Linked DNA regions of Mus musculus: regions 2 and 3 are each linked to region 1. A link is a contact called in public promoter capture Hi-C data. All regions are on one chromosome and are shown on one strand. Each heading gives the region's core, a stretch centred on a gene start, on an enhancer-like site or on the middle of the called end of the contact. The rest is flanking DNA. Distances are from core to core; before and after follow the strand shown.

Evidence for each region. Promoter capture Hi-C pulls out the DNA fragments that hold promoters and counts their contacts.
Region 2: a promoter capture Hi-C map of embryonic stem cells shows a contact between it and region 1, with 4 times the contacts expected there. The contact joins the promoter of Slco1a4 here to the promoter of 5330439B14Rik in region 1. A contact is called at or near these places in 4 of 39 promoter capture datasets (the 3T3-L1 cell line, embryonic stem cells, liver and 1 more).
Region 3: a contact with region 1 is called in a promoter capture Hi-C map of liver, with 3 times the contacts expected there. The contact joins the promoter of Etnk1 here to the promoter of 5330439B14Rik in region 1. A contact is called at or near these places in 3 of 39 promoter capture datasets (hippocampal neurons and liver).

Annotation. Positions count from the first base shown.
Region 1 is chr6:142,612,644-142,616,156 of GRCm38.p6, forward strand. It overlaps 5330439B14Rik (RIKEN cDNA 5330439B14 gene), which reads left to right and starts at 1,952. Exons shown (of 2, transcript NR_037679.1): 1 at 1,952-2,287. Abcc9 (ATP-binding cassette, sub-family C (CFTR/MRP), member 9) reads right to left here. Exons shown (of 40, transcript NM_011511.2): 31 at 1,771-1,873.
Region 2 is chr6:141,854,589-141,858,101 of GRCm38.p6, forward strand. Slco1a4 (solute carrier organic anion transporter family, member 1a4) reads right to left here and starts at 1,632. Exons shown (of 16, transcript NM_001355577.1): 1 at 1,536-1,632; 2 at 625-701.
Region 3 is chr6:143,165,443-143,168,955 of GRCm38.p6, forward strand. Etnk1 (ethanolamine kinase 1) reads left to right here and starts at 1,788. Exons shown (of 8, transcript NM_029250.2): 1 at 1,788-2,194. The coding sequence starts at 2,039.

The DNA.
Region 1 (3,513 bases), core at 702-3,201:
CCATTGGGAAGTGCTAAGGGCAGCAGCCGTAGACATCTCACATCCAAGGAAAACGGCTTACCCCTAAATATCGCGCCTAATCTCAAAGCTAAGAAAGGCCAGACTCAAAGACAACTACTGTCATTGTCACATTACAGTTCTGAAAATCCACCCACAGAGATATTCTGTTAGTTCTACTATTCCAATATGATATTTCTCCCCAGAGAATAATGGGGATCTTTAAAAGAAGAAAGAAAACAGAAACTTCAAATAAAGAATCGTGGTCTAGTTGGAGTCTGGAAACCAAGCTTGGATTTTGTTATAGATTTTATGCAACCATGTATCTACCTTTCAGGAGTCTGTAACTCCTAAGTAACTCTGTCCCGATTTTTCCAGCCTTCACACCATCCTGAAAGATGCTTTAGTTGTTGTTTTTGTGTAACATAATTGTGCTCAGTTGGTCAATGAGCTCTCACTGACATGGTGGTAAAGGGAGGGTCTTTTCCACTGGTAATGAAGAGTCTCCACCACTTTTGCCAACCAATGAGAAGTCAGAGTAACTAAAGACATGGGCGGTGTAAGACTATCAATCTGTATCAATGTATTTTATGACCACTCTTGAACTTGGGAGTCTTCATTTTGACCCCTTTAAACTTCTTATATCATCTACCTTCTCTGGTTATGGGTTTGTTTTGTTTTTTTTTTTTAAATCTGCATCTGGTTGGAGATACAAATAATCTACAGCAGGGACTTAGATTAACTTGACAAACCCTACAGTCGCCTGGCTAGAGAGTTCCAGTGAGGGGTTATCTACACTGGGTAGTCCTTGGGCATGTCTGTGGGAAACTGTGTCCATTAAGTTAATTGATGTAGAAAGTCCTATACCACTGTGGGCAGTGCCACCCCCTAGGCAGGGGGTGTAAGAGTAGAGGAAGCAAGTGCGTGAGATTGTATTGCCCCCCCCCCCCTCTCTCCCTCTCCCTCTCTCTCTCTCCCTCTGCCCTTGACGGTGGTTATGATAGGACTAGTTCTTTAAAGTTTCTTCCTTGACTTCCCACAATGAGGGAGGCTAAGCAGGAATTGTAAGCTGAGATAAGCCCCTTTCTTCCCTCACTTGTGTTTTGATAGCATATTTTATCACAGCAACAAATCAAGCTAGACTTGCATACTAGGGCAATTCCGGCGCCTTCATTGTTATTTTAGGGACACGTCCATGAGGTACATGTTCTTATTCTTACTTTATAAGTGAAGAGGGATCTGGCACAGCAAGAACTTAATCTGGGACATGAAGTCCATACTGTGCCAGAGTCTGTGCTTATTCCTGTGTGTCACACAGGAGAGAAGACAGCAGTAGATGACTTAGTGGCTGACAGTTTTGTACTAACGTAACCCTCCATTGGCTTAAAACAAAAAAATCCACCTTCCCTTACAAGCTTGTCTGGATCAGTGAAGGACATCAGTGTACCTGGTCACTTGTCTTACAAAAAAAAAATGGCATTGTATAAATATTTACTATCCTGTGAACTTAGGTAGTTCGGAGGGTATAGAGAACACAGAGTGATTTTTGCTTTGGGGGCATTTTTGTGTGTGTGTGTGTGATTAGCTACAACATGAAAATAAATTTCATTTGGAACAAAACCAAACCTGATCTATTTTAAAGTCCAGTCAATGGAGGCCTGGTCCTGACTCTCCGTAGAAGGCTAGTTCCACCAAACATCTGCCTCTCCACGCGAAGCCTCCTGTCTGTTTGGTTTCCATTACGAAATCGCACAAGGAACATAATGAACGTACCGTCCTGACCTCCAGCCATCTGTTGGCTGCTGAGAGAAATAAGTAGGCAATGTTGTTCGTGTCTGTCAGCTCCAGCATGCGTTGCTTGAATCTGGTTTCATGCCTACAGAAAACAAAGACACCACAATGTTAGTCACCTAACAGGAGAATTAGAAAAAGCCAGTCACTGTTAACTACTGAATGGTTTGTAACAGAGTGACACATGGATGGGATGCGTGACAGGCGAGTGGACTCCAGAGTTGCTCTGCTGAGTTCTGGATAGAGTCCAAGAGGGCAAGTGTTTGCTCCATTTTCATGCTACAGCTATGAAAAGAAGCCATTGCGATGACAACTCTTCATTAAAAGTCACCACAGTATTGATGGATCCAATGTTGTGAGACTTGGCCTATGCCATCCGGGCTACAGAAATCACAGTATGTTCTACCTGTGTTTGAGGCATTTATTTCATTTTTCCAAATGATGTTGAGCTGGGCTGGATGAGAACCAATGGAGACAGAAAACCATACATTTACAACAGGTAAATATATCCCTTCAAATATATTCTTTTTCTTTGGCTCTTTTTTTTTTTAACCAAAGAAAGAAAGTAGGGTGCCAAGGAGCAGAAGATAGAGGGATCTTCTCACAGATGGCTGGCACAGCACAGGGTCTGTTTGCAGTGACCCTGTGAAAGCGAAGGAGATTTACTTTGGGTGATCTGAATAGAGACAGAGGGTGGGGAGAGGGAAGGGTCAAGCCAGGCTTCCCAGAGCACAGAAAAGATTGTCTTGGTATAGCTTTAGGGGTGAAGCTGGGTTTTGAGGGTGAACAAGGCACTGTAAATACTCTGAGTGGCATCAGAGAAAATCCTCCATCCTCTAGGGTTGGGAGATTTCTCACCCTAATAGTCGTGGTGATGGAGAGACATCAGATGTCCATGGGAAACTTAGGCTCATCCCTGTTGCTCAACATGATCAAACACAATTCTGTGTGGCTTACTTTACTAGCAGAACTAGCAATAACCTTCAACAAGCGTATGTCCTGTGTGAGCACGTCTCACCCTATACTTCCAACCCCTTGCACTACCATGTACAATGAATATATGCCATAGAAAGTTTGTTTTAAAAGTTAAGAAGACCCTTAAGCACTTGAACATCCTGGGTATGATTTCACACATACACACTAAAAAGAAAAAGAAACATATCTCTTCTACGTAACAAACATATCCTGACTTTGTAATCACTTTCCTTAAATAATAGACAAAACAGAGCTGACAAGCAACTGGTTTGAAAGTTGGTGCCATACCCAGCTGAGTTAGCTTCTTTCCTCCCTGTGGCCACAGCTGTTCTGACATAAGCCATCTATAGGTCATTTTGTAAGGAATTACTGACCCACTCACTAGTGAGCCCTACTTGCTAAAAGAATCCCCCCATTCCTGTAAAATCTTCCAGTAAAATTGCAAAACTTTTAAATAACTCATCACTTGTATCAAAGAACGAAGAAGTCCTGGGCGGGGTACATTTGGCCCACCATCAGAGTCCATACAGGCCAATATAAAGCAGATACTTGGTATCTCTCCAATCAATCTGACCATTCTAGTATGCCAAGCCAGAGAGATAATTTGGTGAGACAGCAGTGTCTGATCTACAACGATCAGAGTTTAGCAGTAAGAGCCAAACCATTACTTCAATTTGAGTTATGCAGCCTTGAACTAAATGCCACGTCCAGGGGGACCTATGTCAAAGAATGGCAACACCATGGCTTGGG
Region 2 (3,513 bases), core at 382-2,881, 760 kb before region 1:
AACAAATTGTTCTAGGAAAGTTAAAATTTGTTATAAATAAATGAATAAACAAATAAATGAACATACACTGTCATTGAATCAGGCCATGTAGGCTGAGGTTCAACTTACTTCTTGTGTTAATAGGGTTGAAAATTCACAATATAAAGATGAAAATTAGAGAGGCTATCTTGGCAGTCCTGAGCACACACTTGAATGAAGCCCCCAGACTTAAGGCTCCCACATAAAACTTCAAGTCCACTTAACTTCCTGAGAGGAGCTGATACTTATTTTGAAAAGAATGTTAGAAAGGGGAAGGTTTCCATTAGAGAGCAAAGTCATGATCCAAATCTACTTTGAATATAGCTGAAATATTACACTCTCAACTCTCCACACCTGCCTCATTTTGTCATCCATAGAGCAACTTTTCATCAGCCTTTATGCTGTTTCTCCTGAGCCCAGGCTAGTCACCCTACTCATCAGTAAGAGCAAACTTACTCCTCTCCCATGTCAAAGCTATCTTCACTTTCTTTAGTAGCTTAAAATATAACTATTCTAAATATCCATTTTCATTTTTTGGACAAGAGAAAGTGGGTCTAGTCCCTAGAAGATTACAGGGTAATTTTTCTACGAGTACTAAATCATTACCTGGTTAGTTTCTATCGCCACCTTGAAGATTCCTTTCAAAACAGTCTTGTTGTCTCAGAAGTTTTACAAACAAGAATCTGTAATATAAATAAATCATACAAAGCCAGGCACTTGAAAACGGATTTAATGTTAGTAAATTATCCTGCACTTTCTTCTAATGTGCCAACCTTTTCTCTGAAAAAATTATATTTTCAGATGCATTTTAAATATGTCTATAGAGGGAAAAAAGGCAAAGAATCGTCTGTTTCATTGACTCAACGAAGCCTGTGTAACTCAATACTGCATCATGCCATATTCCCCTGTAGAGCTCTTTGATCCTAAAGGAGAAATGTGAACAGAGTCAGATAACTACATGAACAGTGTCCTTGGTTAGCACAGGGTTGTTTAAACAATGACTCCTGTTCCCAGGATCACACAGTATCACAGATAAACACAAATCAACCATGAATGCTAATGAAAGCAGGGCATTGCACTTTTAATTAAGCAGTCAGCAATGCAATGTGTTCCCCTCTTTAGCACCCACAGGAGAAATACTGGCCACAAATATAAAGCATTTTGCATTGTTTGTTTTATTTATTAAAGATATATGATGGAACATCTATCGGCTCTACTCTTTTGAGAATGCAGGGTAGCGTTTCTCAGTAGGTAGGTGAGCATCCTAGAAAGCAGAACTCTAGAACTGTGACTTCCTCGCAGAACTGACTCTCTGCACTCACTAAGCAGAAACCCTCAGGAGTTGTCACCCTTTGGTTGGTGGTCCTTAATAACATCGCAGGCACAGGAAAGTACAACTTTGCCCTAAGTGAATAAGCATGCTCATTCACACTCAATATCCACACCCTCACTATCAGAAAATGCGTGCTGTTCATTTCATTTACTCTGCACTATTGAGTTAAGGAAACAAACTTTACCACAGCCAAGTGAGAAGTCCACACATGAAGGAGCCTTAGAAGACGGTCCTCTCCATGCTGAGACTAAAGGAAAGTCAGAGCAGCAAAAGTCCTACGAAAAGCACTTATTTTCAGAATCCTCAAATTGCCTCTAACTGTGAGAGACAGCCTCTTGGGTGCTGTCCAGCTAAAATGCTTTCAACCAATACCAAGCCAAGGAAGGATTTGCCAAGAAAGGACTTAGGGAAATACAATGAATTGTTTAATTCCTAGCAAGTGATTTTATTTTGGTCAGCTCCTTCCAATCAGAAACCAAAGGAGACAATGCTAAATTTCACTTGTTAAGAAGTACACACACACACACACACACACACACACACACACACACACACACACACACACATTTTATTTTCTACATTCCAGGTACCTGAGAAACCTTATCTGATATCAAGAAAATTGCCCATTCATATGGTTTTACCATGCAAAATAATACTGGCACATATAGACCATTTCTTCACCAGCAATCTAGTCAATTTGTCAGTTTAGATGTGTTCTAAATCTAAACTGAGAAGCAGAAGAGGAAATTCAAAATATGAGTTCTGCCTTGAGCAGAGCCAGCTGTTAATGGCACGCCTGTCACTTCTAGTAGCAATCATATGTAGAGAATGAGGAGATAGTTGCAGGAGAAGCCAGTGTTCCACACTTGAGTCACATTTTTGACCTAAGCCTTACCAGGCAGCTTTAGGCTTTCTAATGCAAAGTCCTGTTTGCAATGATTATATTCATTTAATACACAAGTATTTATTAAGCTACTAAATTCTAAGCACAATAGTAGTTGTTAGGAAATTGAAAATGAGTAGTTTGCACTTGTTCTCAAGAGGTCTCAGAAGCTATTGGGAGAATTCGATTATTAAGTGGTAATAATTGCCATCATTCAATCAATTTCAGAGACAAAACCATTCTGATCTTTCATTTGGATTCAGTAAAATTGTTTAACCACGCATGTTTAAAATTACCACAAATTTGAAGATCTACTTGCAACCTATCTGTGTGTGTTTAGACAGACCACTCAGTTCTCTTTCTATACATGAAAACAACATCTATCTTTCTCAAAGTACAAGGAAGGAGATGGAATTCATAACAGATAGGAGAAATATTTAATGTGAGGAAAGTCACAAAGGCTTAGAAGAGTGAGAAAATACGTTAAAGGCTGTATCAGGAAGAGAAAGAGCTGAGATATTCAGGCTGGTGTCCCTGAGGACATAAAGCCACCATTGGAAGCTAGGATGGGCTCAGTTTTTTAATAATTTCCCACAATTCCAGTGTCACACAAATGTTTCCCAGCAACAACAATCTAACAGAGTCTGACGAACAGAGAACATAACAAGCTTAAGCTTTATATGTCGGTCTCTGAGATAGAGAATGAAGAGAGCCTGGGAGAAAATTGATGGAAGACCAGATAAACACTGATCAAGTTAGCTATAATCCTCACTGCATAATTAAATATGCTTAATTCCTATTATAAAATGGGTGCACAAGCAACATTAATTAATTGCAGCTATTTGCTCCTGCATAATAGACTTAAGTCCTCAGTGCTCTGACTTAGATCAGATCCTTGCATATTTCTGCAGCTCTCAGTTCCTACACTCACATCTCTGAGTGACACTAAACACTAGGGTTTGCTATCACATCCATTGGTTTCTTTATTGAGTGAGATTCATGAATTCAGCCCTACGGTATCACTGTAGAAAGTCATCAGATCTTCACAGAGCACAGTCTGTCCGCAAGGAAAAGACCAAGTGTTTGGAGGCTTGCTGCCAAGAAATCTACTTGCCAAAAGAGATAAGCTACCGCATTGCTGATCAAAATGATACTTTGAACTCCCCCTGTGACGTGTGCTTTTCAGTTGAGTAACATACAAGAAGTGTCTAAAAGAATCTTTGTTCCTAAAGGATTGCTGCTACATTGGAAAGACAGCTCTGATATCATTTAGATGGTG
Region 3 (3,513 bases), core at 538-3,037, 550 kb after region 1:
ATAATTCTTAAAAATGTAACGATTTAATAAGGAGATACTACTCAAAACGTAGAAGTATTAGTGTGTTCTGTTATTTTAGTCTCATTAGATAGAATACATAATCTAGTGTGTCCTGTAATACTCCCCTTACCGTGTGTGTGTGTGTGTGTGTGTGTGTGTGTGTGCGTGTATGTGTGTGGGTGCGCTCAGGGTACTGAAAGTAGGGCATTCTATAGTGGTTTTTTTTTTTTTTTTTTTTTTTTTTTTTTGAGTTTTTCAAGACAGGGTTTCTCTGTGTAGCCCTGGCTGTCCTGGAACTCACTTTGTAGACCAGGCTGGCCTCGAACTCAGAAATGCCTGCCTCTGCCTCCCAAGTGCTGGGATTAAAGGCGTTCACCACCACTGCTGGGCTACATAGTGGTTTTTAAAAACACATACTCAAGTCTGGAAAATGGTCAATAAATTTACAATGTTGCAAAAATGCAGGAGTGGATTTCCCACTTTTTAGTGTAGGAAGTTTATCATTATCTCAGACTTATTTGTGACTTACAAAGGTATGTAGCCTCATTCAGAACAATGAGAACATAAATGTGTGCTAATGGGTAATACAACATTTGATCATTCACAAGTTATTCACTTGTACTCAGCCCCGGGGAGGCCAGAAGTCAAGGTGAAAGTCACCTCCATTGTCTCCGTCATAAAAGGAAAGCACAAGGGCGGACCAAAAACTTGTAGATGATCCGGTTGCCAGTATTTCTCTAACAAGCAAAGAGCAGAGCCTTTCTGATACAGGAGGTTTCATGTAGCCGTGCGAGTCCCAGGACGCGCTATGATTTAGCATGACAGATCTAATTTTCTTTCCTTCCAATTCCCTCCGAGTCTCTACCTTATATAACCGGCTTTGAATAATTCTCAGCAACGTCAACTATCTGACCCTTAAAATGAGTGTTTCAGTCGTCTATTATCGGTCGGCTGATGACTAAGTATATCCCGGGCAAACCTGGAACTCACTATGTAGCCCGGCTGGTTTGGAACTCGTGGCAATCCTGCCTTAGGCACCTGAGAACTAGGACAGGTATAGGTCATCACACCACTGTCACCGGTTTACTCTCACTTTACGTAAAGTTTGCCCCAAATACTGTGATTTCTATGTACCGTCAAAGGGAACTGGGTTGCTGAACCAAGCAAGCATGTAGTTCTGTGCACACAGCTTCAGGAACAAGGCGAGCAAATTAATCCAGCTTGGCCGGTTGAGGCCAGGCTAAGCTCACAGCTTAAATTTAGGGTTATTTCAGGACGTGCCTTCTGCGTCCCGTAAGAACGTCAGCCCTAAGTAAGCAGAGCCCACGACCCTAGTGATCTAGAAAGGTGACGCTTCCTTGACTCCTGACAGGGCTGGGTAGCACTCCACAGCTCATCGGTAGAGTTCGAAAGGGCTCGGCAGAGCTCGACAGCGCTCCGGCAGAGCTCGGCAGAATTCGGTAGGGCTCCGGTAGCGCTCGGGCAAGGCTCGTTAGAGCCCCGGTAGGGCTCGGCAAAGCTCGACAGTGCTCCGGCAGGGCTCGGCAGTGTTCGGCAAGGCTCGTAAGCGCTCCGGCTGGGCTCGGCCGCGCTCGGACTCCTTCGGGTGCAGGAGCCCAGCCAACCCCACAGTAGCGGAGTGCCTGGCGGTGCGCGCTCCCCGAGACCCCGATCCCCAAGAGCCCCGAGGCCCGCCCATTGTGCCGCGGGGTTCGCCACCCCGCCAGCCGCCTGACGCAGCCGAGGCTCCGCCCCCGGCGTGACGCTAGCGTCAGGCCAGTCCCGGCATGCTTCGCGGCCGCCCGCGGTCTAGCGCACTGAGGCATCTTCCCGAGAGCGGCCGTGCCTCCGCGTCTCTGCACTGCGCACCCCGTCCGGCCGCCCGGTTGCCCCCGCCGCCCGCCCGTGCGTCCGAGCGGCCGCAGCCCTCCGCCGAGGGCGCCCCGGGACGGAAGGGTCCAGCAGCCTGCCGGCGCCCGCCGCGCTCGTGGTCGCCGTCGCCGTGGTCGTCGTGGTCGTGTCCGCCGTCGCCTGGGCCATGGCCAATTACATCCACGTCCCGCCCGGCTCGCCCGAGGTGCCGAAGCTCGACGTGACGGTGCAGGACCAGGAGGAGCAGCGCTGCCGCGACGGCGCCCTGAGCCTGCTGCGGCACCTGCGGCCGCACTGGGACCCCCGGGAGGTGACCCTGCAGGTGAGGCCGGACGGGCACCGGGTTTCCTTCCCGAAGCCGCCGCGTCAGCGACGTCTGCCCGGCCCCTGAAGAGGCTCCCGGGGATGGCTGCCGCGGCCCTCGTCATGCCTCTCCTCCCAGACCCCGCAGCCCATCCGCCTCCCGCGGTCCTCTCCGCTGCCCTCCCTCCCCTGCGCTTCCCTCCCATCCCTGCCTTATCCAGCCCGAGATCTTCCCACATCCCCATCTCCGAGCCGCGGGAGAACAACTCCTTTCCAAAGCGGAATGACCGGGGACCTGCTGCTGCCCACGCCAGGATGCTAGGGAACGCTATGCCGTGCGTTATAGGAAGGCTTGAATTGGAAGGTTTCTAAATTTGTAAAGTCTTAGAAGAATTAATGCTCAGGGTTGGAGTGAGCAGTGGCCTGGGAATATTTTCGTGAGTCAGTGGCTTTAAAGACAAAAATTCTCAGAAGGATACCCCTACCCCCGAAAAGCTAGGATTAGGAAAAAAAAAAGGCACTTGCAAGTTATGATCCACCATACCCACAATTTATCTGGTGTAATTGGTTATAGTTTTTTCAGTGCACAGCTTGTAGGATTACTAAGGTGAATTTCCTTTTTCCTTGCAAACAAGCCAAATTAGTAAAATTTTAACGGTTTGGGATTGTTTTAGATTTGAGCAGTAATTTGTATTATTCAAGACGTCTGTCATTTTGATGACTCCAATACATTGTTGGGGGTTTATACAGGATTTATTGATTTAAGTTTTTTGCTAAATTTTTTTTTTAGTATAATTAAAACATGAGTAGTGTCTAGGCCCCAGAGCAGTTCCTGACACTTGGGGGCTTTTATGAGTTTTAGTTTCGATTCTTGTTAGAAGTGTTCTGAGCAGCTGAAAGAGACCGACCCATATGTTTTGGGGAAGAAACTTGTTAGACAAAAGACTTTGACATTTAAGGTGTGCCTGTTGGCCAAGTATATAGGAAATAGTTGATTCAAAATGATTTTTATGTATAACTTGGAAGATTATTGCATTTCCTTTAAGGAAGTGCTTTTCAAATGGAAGCATATCTGTTTGTGTATTTTTTGCAGTGCTGGGAAAGGCAGCTCTGGATCCTAGGCCAGTGCTCTACCTCTGTATGTAGCCCTCATGTTAGACTGTTAATATAGTGTATTCACTTGCTTGTTTGAGAGGGTTTTAAAATTTAATAAAATCTATTTCTGGAAAATATCTTACTAATTAAAGGCAGTTCTGCTTCCTGGTATACTGCAGTGCTGGCAACCCATATTGTTTTTTAGCAGTGACTTTTTCAAGTTTGAAGCTTGGAATTTCCTTT